Regions from separate parts of the Gossypium hirsutum genome. Here region 2 is linked to region 1. Evidence: chromatin contacts called from public Hi-C data. All regions are on one chromosome and are shown on one strand. Each heading gives the region's core, a stretch centred on a gene start, on an enhancer-like site or on the middle of the called end of the contact. The rest is flanking DNA. Distances are from core to core; before and after follow the strand shown.

Region 1 (6,422 bases), core at 3,204-5,703:
TTACGAAAGAGCCTTATTGTATTAAGATTGATCACGAATCCACAAGGTTTAATTATCTCCACAATTCAGATCTCTCCAAATAGAACAAAAAAACAAGTAGAAATAAATCTAACCTAAGAAAAGAGAGAACTAAACTGAATTTAAAAGACTAATTTTAAGCTAAGTGAATAGTGTCCTTTACATGTGACAAATGAGCCTATTTGAAGATCTCAGGTGGCCACCGTCCTTAACCCTAGGTTAGCTAATGTTCTCAAGCTTTAAGTTTGATTGTGCAGACCAAAACGCCCTCTGGCTCGTGTGTAATTCCCATCCAGAGTCGATGTCGTGACACATCAAGACCTGTGTCGCAGCATAAGAGTTAGTATACTCCTTTTGGGATATCTTTAGGGGTATGTCGTGACACCCATAGTCTGTGTCACGATAATGAAGACAATTTCGTGATTTCTTCATTCTGCTCCCTATGTTGTGACATCGATCATTTCATGTTGTGACATAGCGGCCAATATCTGTTTAATATGCCTTCTAACAGTCTCTTGCACACTTCTAAAGTTCATTAGCTCGCCCTTAGGCCTCATTCGGCCCTAAGGCCAATAAAAGACTCAATTTGCACATTTTATTGAACTTAACAAAACTTACTAAACCATAATTAAATCCTAATGATAATGTTTACATTTCTCTTGATTTATCTGACTAGTCTTAGGGTTGCTTTTAATTTTTTAATTTATTTGTTTTATTTTTTTTTGTTGGCTTTAGCTAGTGTTGGTTGGTCTTTTTCTCGATGTGGGCCGAGAAATATGACCCAAAATGTAAAAAACCGATTCTTTCACCGATTTGTAGAAAACCGATTCTTTTACCGATTCATCCGATCCAGGGTTTGCAATTCAACCATGGTTCAATCAATTTTTCCCCTTTGTTTGGACTGGTATACCAGCTGGTTTCTAGTCCAATCAGTCTAGTCCAATTTCAGCGACATTGAAATTCATACTAGTAAATATAAAACAATGGAATAAATTTAAACGCATCAATGAAGTTAAAACGATTATATATTTTATGTTCATTTCAACAATTTACATTCAATTGTAAACCTGTATGAACTGCCTAGTCTATCATATCATGTGACAAAACTTGATGTATAAAATTCCTACAAAATGGAATTGAAAACACACACTTAAAAGAAGTAAAAGAACAATAAAGGCAAAGCATACATCTATGGTTGACCATTTCATTTTCACCCACTGAGGCCAACAACTCATTGAAGCTATCCTTTCTCCTTTGTAAATAATATGATTAAGTAATTATATGCAAGTATAGGACTATTCCGGTAACAACTCGGGTTGAAGTGCAAAACATCTACGAACTATCACGTAAAGTAGGGAAGCTAACTCCGTCTTTTAGATGGCTCATTGATGTCGGACAAAACCATCTCAGTGTGTTGGGACCCAATACCTGATTAAGAAGTCAATAAAACACATATAAGCAAAGATAATAATTGAGCAAAAGTGAGAAAAGGAGGAGGCCAGTACCAAGGTAATATTTTTGTAAACACTGATATCGAATGGATGACGATAGCTCAGCCCGGATTTCTTTGCCAACCATGCAGCTCGTATTCCCTCATAATACTGGCAAAAGGAAATTTGAAGGTGGCGTTAGAAAATTGTACAGGACACTAATTCAAGCCAATGCAGTCAACTGTGAAAAGTAAGTCAATGGTGTACCTCTATAGTTGTCATATTGTGAGTTATAAGGTAGATATGCCAACCTAAGAGAGTCCCAAGTGTTACTGATAATGCAAGCATCATTAATCCACACGCAAGCTACAACACATTCTGAGAATTTGTTAAATAGCTTATAAACTCTTAAACAGCTGGATTGAAGAGCAAGAACACTTTTTTTTTCCTCCTGGTTGGGGGAGGGAGAGTGTGAGTCTAAAAGTTGCATTACTCGAATTCATGTGAGGCTTGAGTACAGGATGTGTCCAACATAGGCATGTCATACATTTGGAGGCTCATATCCCCATATACCTATGCCTATATAAGCTTCAAACATGGATGTCATACACGGGAATCAAGTTTTAATTCAGTTCACTATATTCAAACTCAAATTTCAAGTCTGGAATAGAATGCATCCAAATAAGAAAGGCCAGTTAGCTCTTTTTATTTTGGGACCTTGCAACTCAGCTTGTCAAAGGCTGGGGCCAGATTAGGGTTGTTTTTATTCTTCCATGTTTGGGATCAGAAAATCAAGCGTAACCTAAAAAGTAAAAATTTATGCTTCTAGTATGATACTTTAACATGTTCCCTACTATAAAGAAGAGAAATCTGCACAGATTCATAAGAAAACTGATGCAAGTAAAATTAAAAAGTAAGCCAGCGTTTATATTTGAAATAAGAGGATATGGGTGGACTGAGGGTAAAACTTAAAAGAGTACGGGATCAACACAGTTCGGAGATATCTAACCGGAATTTGCACAAGATCTAAAAGACAATGGGTAAAAAGCTGTAACCATCTAGATTTTGTATTTACTTCTATGTTGCCTTGACTCTTCGTTTTCCCTAAAGTACTCAAGTACAACACCTGTATCCCACATATATATTTTTTGAAGGTGTATCCTACATACGTTTGGCCACAAATATAGGGGTATGATTCTCCAAATATACGGAAAAACATAAAAAAAAAAACAGAGTATATCCACGTAGGGCACATACTCCTACTCGAAACTCACTCCCAAGACTGAGTAACATAGATTTGCTTCATACTCAGCTGCAAAAATACATGATCTTTCTACTAGCTGGAAAAAGATTACAGCAGACATGATTCTCCCCGCATACTTGACAAATAAATTTAGAAACAGGACAGGCACTTGCGAGAACTTATACACTTGATAAACGATATTAATTGTAACAACAATAAATTGCAGATACACATATATAACTACATACTATTAACTACAACTTACATAAAAAATTTTGAGGGGAGTTGTCCCACTGTAATTCCAGTCCTTCTGACGGAAACAGCTTATTACAATTACCTAACAATGACAGGTTTTATATTACAACTCAGGGCAACATCAAATGGGTTTTAAAAAACAAGACAAGGAGCAAATGATACATACTGAGGAGTGGATGCTACCAATGGTTGCATAAAGTATAAGATTGAAGAAAGCTTTATAGTTCCAATAACCAACACAATTATTTATCCACAGGCAATGATGATCCTACACTCAATTTAGCATTTGAAACCATTACCAGAAGTTTCAAGGTCAAAGAAAATTTTTTACTCGTACAAGAATTGGTTAAAGATAATGTCCTACCATCCTTAGTATGCATCTTTTGCAAACCCGGCAGTGATGTGTCCTTGGGGGTTTATATGCAGCACATTTGTCACAGTATTTTGATTGTAGAACCTAAATCATCCATTACTGAAGTCAGATTACATAATGAAGTTTGTTTCCCAAGCGGTAAAACAGTCCTCCATCGATATAAAGCAAGTTACACTTACCCTGTGGAGGCTCTTTTTCTCAAAAAACGGTCTTTAGACCTCTAAAACGAACATTACGTCACAGTATTTTTATTCTAAAACCTAAATTATCCATCACTGAAGTTAAAGGGTACATAATGATCCTCCATTGATATAATGCGAGTCACCTTTTCCTATTGAGGCTCTTTTTCTCAAAGGACAATCTTTAGACCTCTAAACCGGACAATACCTTATAATGGATATGGGCTAACAATCTTTGCATCAACAAATTATCAACTACAAAATTCTCTTGCTACAAACGTAATCTTCTCTTATTAATTTCCAGGAAACCATAGGCAAATTACATGTTACGGAAAATTTAAGGGTCAATATTAGATCCAATAAAAAACGTAAATGAGTATATTTAAAAAAAAAATCCCAATTTCCCAAAATTTCAAGAAACTGGAAATAAAAGCCAAGATCTACCATTAAGACCCAAAATTTCACATCCATTCCCTAATCTTCCTAGTCAATAAGGAAAACCCAAATATCATCAAAACCTAATTAAGCCAAAAATTCAAAACTTTCTCTGAAACTATTTGATTCAATACAAAATTTTAAAAAGGGGGGAAATCTTACATTTTTCTTGGGTTCTTGATCTGAGGCAAAAGAAGTATCTTCAACATCAGGGATATAAGAAGAAGGAACACGGCCTGGGTCAGTAAGGACACCAACGAGGAAAGACAAGACACAAAGACAAACCAAGGTGGTGAAGATCATGGAATTTAAAGACCCAGCTGAGGTCTGCAAACCAACCCAATCTTCAATTAAAATGAAAACTGTGATATAATAAACAAAACCCATCACGAAAAACACTGAAAAAATTGGAAGCGAGAGGAAATTTTTCAATTTCATTTTTTTGGGGGAGAATCGTTGTTTGAGAATAACAGAGCTCAGGCATTAAAGGTTTTGGTACCCGTTGATGGAGAACATTAATTTCGTATATAATTTTTGGGGTTTCATGATCTAAAACATTTTAGATTATTTTGTGGTTTGGGCTCAGATTTTTGGGCCAATTTATAATCCAACAATGTTTTTTTTCCTCTTTTCAAATTTCATTTTGGGCCAATTTCATTTTCACATCCACTCACTTTGTTGCTATTGCAGCAGGAATAGGAGGATATGAGTTCGAACTAGGCTTGATCATGGGTCAGGTCAGACTGGATTCAGGTTGAGCTGATGCAAAATTTTAAGTTCGTTTTTAGGTTCAACTCAAAAAATGGACTCAAAATTCTGTCAAAACTCGATCCGAATTAAAAAATTAAACTTGAGCTTGACTCAACCCGCCCAAATTAAATTTTTTAGATTAATTTTTATATAAAAATTTAAAAAATATAACACATCAAGAACACTAAAAATATTAAAATAAATCAAATTGAAAATACATTAAAAATATTTATACTTAAATAACACTAAGATAATTGCAACTTAACAAGCAAATGCCTCTAAACTAGTAGCAAAATTAACAATAAAACAAGAGTTATACAATATTCAAACAATAACAAAAAAAATAGTAGCAATATAATAGCGAAATGACAACAAAATAGCTAATTCGGGCCGGGTCTGGGCATAAAAATCCTACCTGAGATCAGGTGCCTTATTTTTTATCCAAACCCATTTTTTGAACCTATATTTTTGCCCAAATCCTCTTATTTTTCTGGCAGGCCTTCGAGCTTAGGCAAATGACCTGACCCATTATCAGACCTAGTTCGAACACACTTAAATACATTTTCCCTCCAATTTAAGGTTTGATATAATAAGTAAATCTTATTTCTTTAAATAATACTAGATTTTGTCATGCTCACCATGTTGGTAAAAGAAAATATTTTATGTTAAAACTATTTTTTTTAATTCAATAATGAATGTAAGTAGAATAATAACGAATTTGTAATTAATATCATCAAATACTTGTTCGATCATTAGATTTATAATTTTCGATTGTTTTATTTAAATGATATAAAAATATGAAGACAAAAAGAATGAAAATGCATTTTTTATTACATAAGTGCTACCACTAAGACCTATACTATAAGTCCCATCGACATAATCAAAACCCCATTTCAAAGCTAAAGCATTACAAAAAAGGTTACCTTGTTTATAGTCTCCATTAAAAAGTAAACAGTAATCTCGTATTTCTTAGTGAATTGGTGACACTGATACGACATTAGAGTCAACCAGAATCTTACGTTCCAACTTAAAACAATCATGGCGACTTGGGAGGCTTGAACCCATTAGCGTTATTAGAACTGGAAGCATCAGCATTAGCAGAAGGATCATGAGTTTCAAGACTTGAGCTGGAGTGCTGGAATCAACTTCAAGGGGTGGGAATGGAGGCATTTGTGCTTTCTGACTCTCATTCTCCTCTGTTCCCTATATTCTCCACCTTATGTATGATATATAATGAGTCTTTGCCACTATCCTTCTCACTTCTCCTTCACTTGTTTCTTAAATTTTCACTTAGCTTATTAGCTACAACAACATTTCCTTTCAGATTGTTACCCTTCATACCAAAGCTACAATACTATTTTGATTCTATAGAAGGTGCAGACTTATTTAATGCATCTAAGGCTTGAATCTGATAACAACAGCTCAACTCGAACATCAATTCTTAAGCACGAGTTGGGGTCGAGACATAATCGAATTACTTGAGTTTGAGCTCAATTAAGATCATTTATTAATTTTTGTACTCAAGTTCGAACTCGAGCTTGATTAAGCTTGTTCATATTCAAGCTCGAGTTTGTTCGTAATTAACATCCTTTTATATAATAGGGGTAAAATTGTATTTTACAGTATAAAAATAGCTTAATGTTATAAAAGGTCCTCAAAGAATTTCAAAAAAAAAATAAAAATCAATTAAGCCTCTCCCAACTTTTTGCACCCAATTAAACTCCTAAGTTACAATTTTG
Region 2 (5,741 bases), core at 1,284-3,783, 250 kb before region 1:
TGAAAGTTTTAACCCAATCAACATTAGGGTTCCAAAATTCTCCAAAGCCCTCCCTTCATATGTAATCTAGTGCTGGGTTGCTTTTATTTGGGATCATTTCTGGTGCATCAGCTGTCCCACATTTGGTCCTCATTTCCAGCACTTTCTTATGAGAATTCGAGTGCACCGACGGGATAAACGTCGGACTCGCCGCCGGTCGGTACTCGGGAAAGAGCCTGCCAGATTTATACCGCACTCCGCATGCATTGCAAAGGGTTTTCGGTCCCATTGGCCCTGCCCTCCATTGAGGTGTCTTTGTTATCTCACAATGCATGCATTTCCTAACAGATGGATTTTGAGTAGTGTTGTTATCAGTAGGTGGTGGTGCTGCTGCTGGGAGTGTCAACTTGATCTTCTTTTTCTTCTTGTGTTCCGGGTTAACTTGTCGTGGCAACTTGATCAGAAGCCGAGACTCAGCGTGGTTCTCGGAGTCGGATGGCACCTTGGGAACAAACAACGACTGAGGAACGTCGTTGTCATTGACGGACGAAGACGGGGAGATAAGGTGAATCGCTGGACGAGGGTTGAAAGTGGCGGGACGGGGACGTTTGCTACGCGCACGTCCGCACTTCCCAGGGGCGGCAACCGGTTTCTCCCCGGAGTAAGAGCTGCTGCTTTCGAGGACCGAAACCGGACTGGATGTCTGGAATTGATGGTGATCATGATCATGATGGGATGGTGAGTCCTTATTGTTTGAATTAGGCTCTTGTTTCTTAATTGTCAAACTTGCTCCACAATTTGAATCTTCAACAAAGTTTGACAACCATTCCAATTGAACAATGTCTTCATACTGCAAAATCAATCGAAAATTAATTACAATAAAAATATTTGTCAAAAAAAGTATGTGTAAGTGGACCCCACAACACATAAACATTATATTTTCCAACAAAGGCATGCATAACTAATCACATGACAAATCATGTGACTTACATAACCGAAGCAATAATTATGCCTTCAAATAATGCGATACTCTTGGCTGTTTTCCACTTTTTTTCGACCAATGTAGCCGACAATCAGATATCATAAAACTAATATTTTTTTCCCAAAAAAACCTAAACTTTAATCATGGGTGATATTTATGACGTCATAATTATGATACAAAAAGAACTTTAAGACACTAACCGGAACAGAGAGTTCGGCGGAGAGGTCGGAAGCGCTGTTGTTGGAAAAAACTGAGTCAGAACCCGGGAATGACTCGGGGTGAGCAGTCCAAATGCTGGGAAAAGCGGCGGCGTTGACGGCGGAATCAGCGGCGGAGAAACCAGCTTCGACATCCTCGTTAGGGAAGTCGAGGAGGTCGTCTATGTGGTCGAAGAAGCTGCCGCAATCTATCTCGTCGATGAAGTTGGTTGGTCCAATCATGGTTTCTTTATGTTAATAATTTCTCTCTAAGAAATTTATAAACCTGTAAAGAAAAGAAAATGTAAGATTTATTAGTCATAATGTTAATTTTGCATGTGAATGTCTCTCTTTATTGAAAAGCGGTCACTGCTAAAATGATTGAGCCGTGTGGCGCATGTTAGCATAAGAATTTTTTTGAAAATTGAAATTTCAAATTTGAGCAATTTTGAATTGAAATTTGGAAGTATTTGAGATTTTTTTTTGTAATACAAATTTGTTTTTATGTTCCAAAATTTTTTATTTTATTTGCTCAAATGGATGGTGAAGTAAAAATTAAAATTTTCTAAGTTAGTGCAAGGTGGTCCAATGCTAGCTAAAATTTGTTTTTTTTAAGGTGGGAGGATTATTGATTTTTAAAATTCTATTTTCAAAAGTGAACAAAAAAATGGAGGGATTATGAAGCAAACCTTTCGTTACTAAGTGAGCAAAACTTTTCTGGGGAAACAGGAGATAATTTTCCAGGAAAATGAAGAGAATTGTTCGAGATACCTGCAACCAAAAAAAAGGTGAAATTGTTAGTGCATAAAAGACTACAATGCTAGCTGAAGCAAACTTTTTTGAGCTAATGAAAACCAGTTCTCAAAATTTCAGTTTCAATTCCTCTGTTTTCTCAGCTACCAAACAGGGTATCATTCATGGAAAAAGAAATGATTTTTGAACCCATAATTGAACACCATACTCCCTGCCGACACTAAAATTTCCAATGACAACAAACCCAATTTTAAAAACCAACAAAACTCACTGAAAATGTTAAACTTGGAGCTAAAAAGAATTCAAAAATTCCCAATTTCCCACCAAAACAAGAACTCATTGAGAAACCCAATGTTCAAAAAGATCAAAACTTTCAACTCCAATGAAACAAGTTCCAAAAACCCAACTTCATATTTGTCCAAAATCAGTCATGTAAATGAGTAATAGTGTGAGCAGAGGCAATGAGGAGAGAATAATACCTTTGAAGAAGAAAGAGAGGAAAATTGAAGGGGAGAGAGAAAGGGAAACAAAGGATAAAAAGGAGAGGGAAGGGGGGATTTATGGTAGGTCAGCACTCAGCATCCTTTCCTTCATTGCTAGCTGTCTTTTACTCTTCTTTCTGTCTTCATCTTCAAGGCTTCTCTCTCTTTTTATTACTCCTTTTGGGTCCCATCCCTTTTTCTTTCTTTTTTTCTAGATTTTCAATTTTTTTTCCACCCAAGGTTTTCAATTAAAAATAAAAGATATCAAGAAAAAAAAAATCAAATTTTGGGGTTTTTTACAAATTTTTTTAAAAAAATTGTTTGAATAAATTGGAGGCAAAAACGTGAACTTTATTAGAGCACTATTTACAAATTTCATTATGAGTTCGTTTTGTTAGTACAATCATAAGAAAGGTTTTGTTTTTTAGTTTCATGAGTGAATTTAAGAATCATAAGTTTACCTAAAATATTTATATTTCATGAATTTAAGAAAAATAGTTAATTATATTTTTTTATAATAGGATAGTATTTAGTAAATTTTTAGTAAAAACTTCTCAACCCAACCCATGAATAGAAGAAGAATGTGCTTCAACTTGCTTGAACTCACATCCTCTTATATTAATAATAATACTCATACTAATCAAATTAAGATTCCATCGGTATTTAGTCATTAAATTTAATTATAGTAAACTGTGAAGTAAATTTCGGACTTTATTACCATTATTATTACATGTGAATAAACGACCAACTTAATTTACCTTAATTTTTTATCTACCCTAAGTTAAAAAAACATGAGAAAAACAAAGTCAAAAGAAAGAAACAAGTAACGCGTGTAAATAAGACGTGAATGGAAGTACACCTAATTTTCCTTACGTGGCAAATTTTCATTGGGACTTTTGACTGGAAATAGAAAACTGCGCGTGGGGTTTGTTTTACTTGGGGTTTAAAATTCCCGTGTGGATTAGATTTGCCACCTATTTCCCACAAAAATACAACTTTTATTTTCTCTTTTGTCAATTAACCTAACGCGGTTTTTATCTATGCCCAAGATTTTTTAAAACTAAGTAAATTAATTGGATATCTAATTCTTTTTATTTTTGCTAAAATAATTGTTTTTTATGGATTTGCTACTTCTTTCGGAGAGGTTTGTGAAGTGTCGTTCGTTTGAATTTGGTAGAATTTCAACTAGTCTACTATTATTTCCTGTGCAAATTTTGTTTATTGACTCTATTGAGAACTCGAGCAACTTCACAAAATAACTTTGTCGAGAGCTTGAAGAAGCAGCGAATTCACAAAATAAAAAATGCCTCACTAAGTGTTTGAATAGGCAAACCGTGCCCACCATTGTGTACTCATGCCATGTAGCTTATAAGGCATTAATGGGTGAGAATAATGTTGTTTGAGCTAGTTATAGTGCATGGGTTTGAGTTCAACCATATAGAATTGTGCATGGCTCGTTTGTTCAGGCATCAAACAAGATGCTTCCACTTATGAGCCAGATGCATCTTTAGGCTCTTAAATTCTTGATAAAATCACTCTATAAAACCGAATAAGATCTTAATAGAGTTGAGAAACAATTCCCTATTGGAGGACAATAACGATTTTGCTAAAGGGTCCTTCGACTTCAAGGGAGCGACACTTTGCAAATTTTTCTTAAAAGTGTCTAAAATCTCTCAAGACTTTTAAGTTAAAAGGGGTTTTTTCTTCTTCTGGATTTTAGGAGAATTTGTTCTAATAATTTTAATAGTTAGCAATTGGCAAATTAAAATTATTGAACTTAAACCCTTTTCTTTGCAAAATATAATCTTGCATTGTATTTCTAATTTTTGTTCTTTTACCTGGTGGTTTTTGAAAGTAGTATTGCATTTAAATTTTTTTTAAAAAAATCTAATTATTCTCAAAATAGAAGCTTCTTTTTATTTTCACTTGTATAAAGTATAATAATAAATGATGTTGCATTAAAGTTATTTGATACTAATTAATTTTTTTATGAACAATTTAATATTGTCTTCCAATAAGTAATTAGCTTCATGTGTGCTGATAAATCAATTACAATAAATAAAAATTGATTGAAGTGATTGCATAGATTGCAACAAATTTATTTTTATAAAGATCAAATAATAAAGAGTTGAATTAGTCATGATTTTTTAACTTTTTTTTAGTGAGTTATAAGAAAAGAGCAAAACCCTAACAGTAACGCAATTAACGTGACTTGAACTCAGACCACACTTAAAATAATAAATATCCTTATGCACATTTGGTTCCATAAAATTAGACCAATCATGAAGTTATTTATTTTTTATTTTCGAGATGCATATTTACTTTTATTTTATAATAATAGAGACACATTTTTACTTTTAATTTATATATATCCCACATTTTCTTTTGGTATTCGATATTGACCACGAAATCTTGAAGTGGGATGGAACAAATTATTATTATCATAAATGCCTCCCAATATTGTAAGGTGTTTAAATTTCGATAAAAATTTAATAAAAAGTGGGGAAAAAAAGTTTCATTCATGACATGGAAAAACTCAAATATTTTAGTTTTTGTTTGTGTTTTCTTTTTCTTTCAATAATCGAATTTGGAATTAGTGTTAATTGAGAATATAAGCACAATTTTTTTACTACTTTATTTGTGATGTAATTGATAAAAGTAGATTTCATTGTTAATTTTAATTAATTTTTTCAGTTAATTTTTTTTAATTTTCAAATTATATCTTTTAAAATAATTCCAAAATATTGATTTAAATTCGAATTTTAAAAATAACATAATTAAAAGGGAAAATCACAAACTTAAAAAAATTAATTTTTTATAATTCATCAAACAAACATGAAAAATATTTATTTATTTAAAAAAAACATCAATGGTGACAAATTAATTAGAGGTCTCTAATTGAATACATTCATCAAGGCACCTTGTAAAATCTTGACTGTATAATTTAATGTATTTATAAAGTTATGAATTTTGAACAATGATTTTGGGTCCCCTTCCACTAACTCTCTTTTTAGTAGAGGAAGAAAGAAGGAAAAAAATTTAATAGAATTCGGGGCATTCTTACAAATTAATTTCACTTTTCCCTTTTCCCTTTTTCTATTCTTTTACTACATTTATTTTACTTCAACTTCAACTTTTTCTCTATAAATATTACTAAGAATTTGACCCTTTTTTCTTTTTTGGCGCGAAACGTGAATTGTCATGCAGGTTGTCATGTTTAAAAATTTAATATTTTAGTTAGTATTCTCATTAAAAAAATCATTGCGACTCTTTTTTAAAAGGTTAACGGTCAAAATTAACTATTTTTAAAAGATTGAGGGTCAAACTGATAAAAGATGAAATGTAAAG

Evidence for each region. A called contact is a pair of places that touch in the nucleus more often than the background predicts.
Region 2: a Hi-C map of leaf shows a contact between it and region 1, with 2.8 times the contacts expected there. The contact joins the promoter of LOC121222528 here to the promoter of LOC107915823 in region 1. A contact is called at or near these places in 2 of 34 Hi-C or Micro-C datasets (callus and leaf).

Annotation. Positions count from the first base shown.
Region 1 is chrD10:60,788,224-60,794,645 of Gossypium_hirsutum_v2.1, reverse strand. It overlaps LOC107915823 (probable protein S-acyltransferase 15), which reads right to left and starts at 4,453. Exons shown (of 7, transcript XM_016845025.2): 1 at 4,096-4,453; 2 at 3,311-3,403; 3 at 3,113-3,214; 4 at 2,957-3,028; 5 at 1,716-1,814; 6 at 1,524-1,619; 7 at 1,026-1,446. The coding sequence starts at 4,371. The coding sequence ends at 1,351.
Region 2 is chrD10:61,040,661-61,046,401 of Gossypium_hirsutum_v2.1, reverse strand. LOC121222528 (GATA transcription factor 8) reads right to left here and starts at 2,533. Exons shown (of 4, transcript XM_041103512.1): 1 at 2,391-2,533; 2 at 1,848-1,929; 3 at 1,162-1,444; 4 at 1-829. The coding sequence starts at 1,401. The coding sequence ends at 56.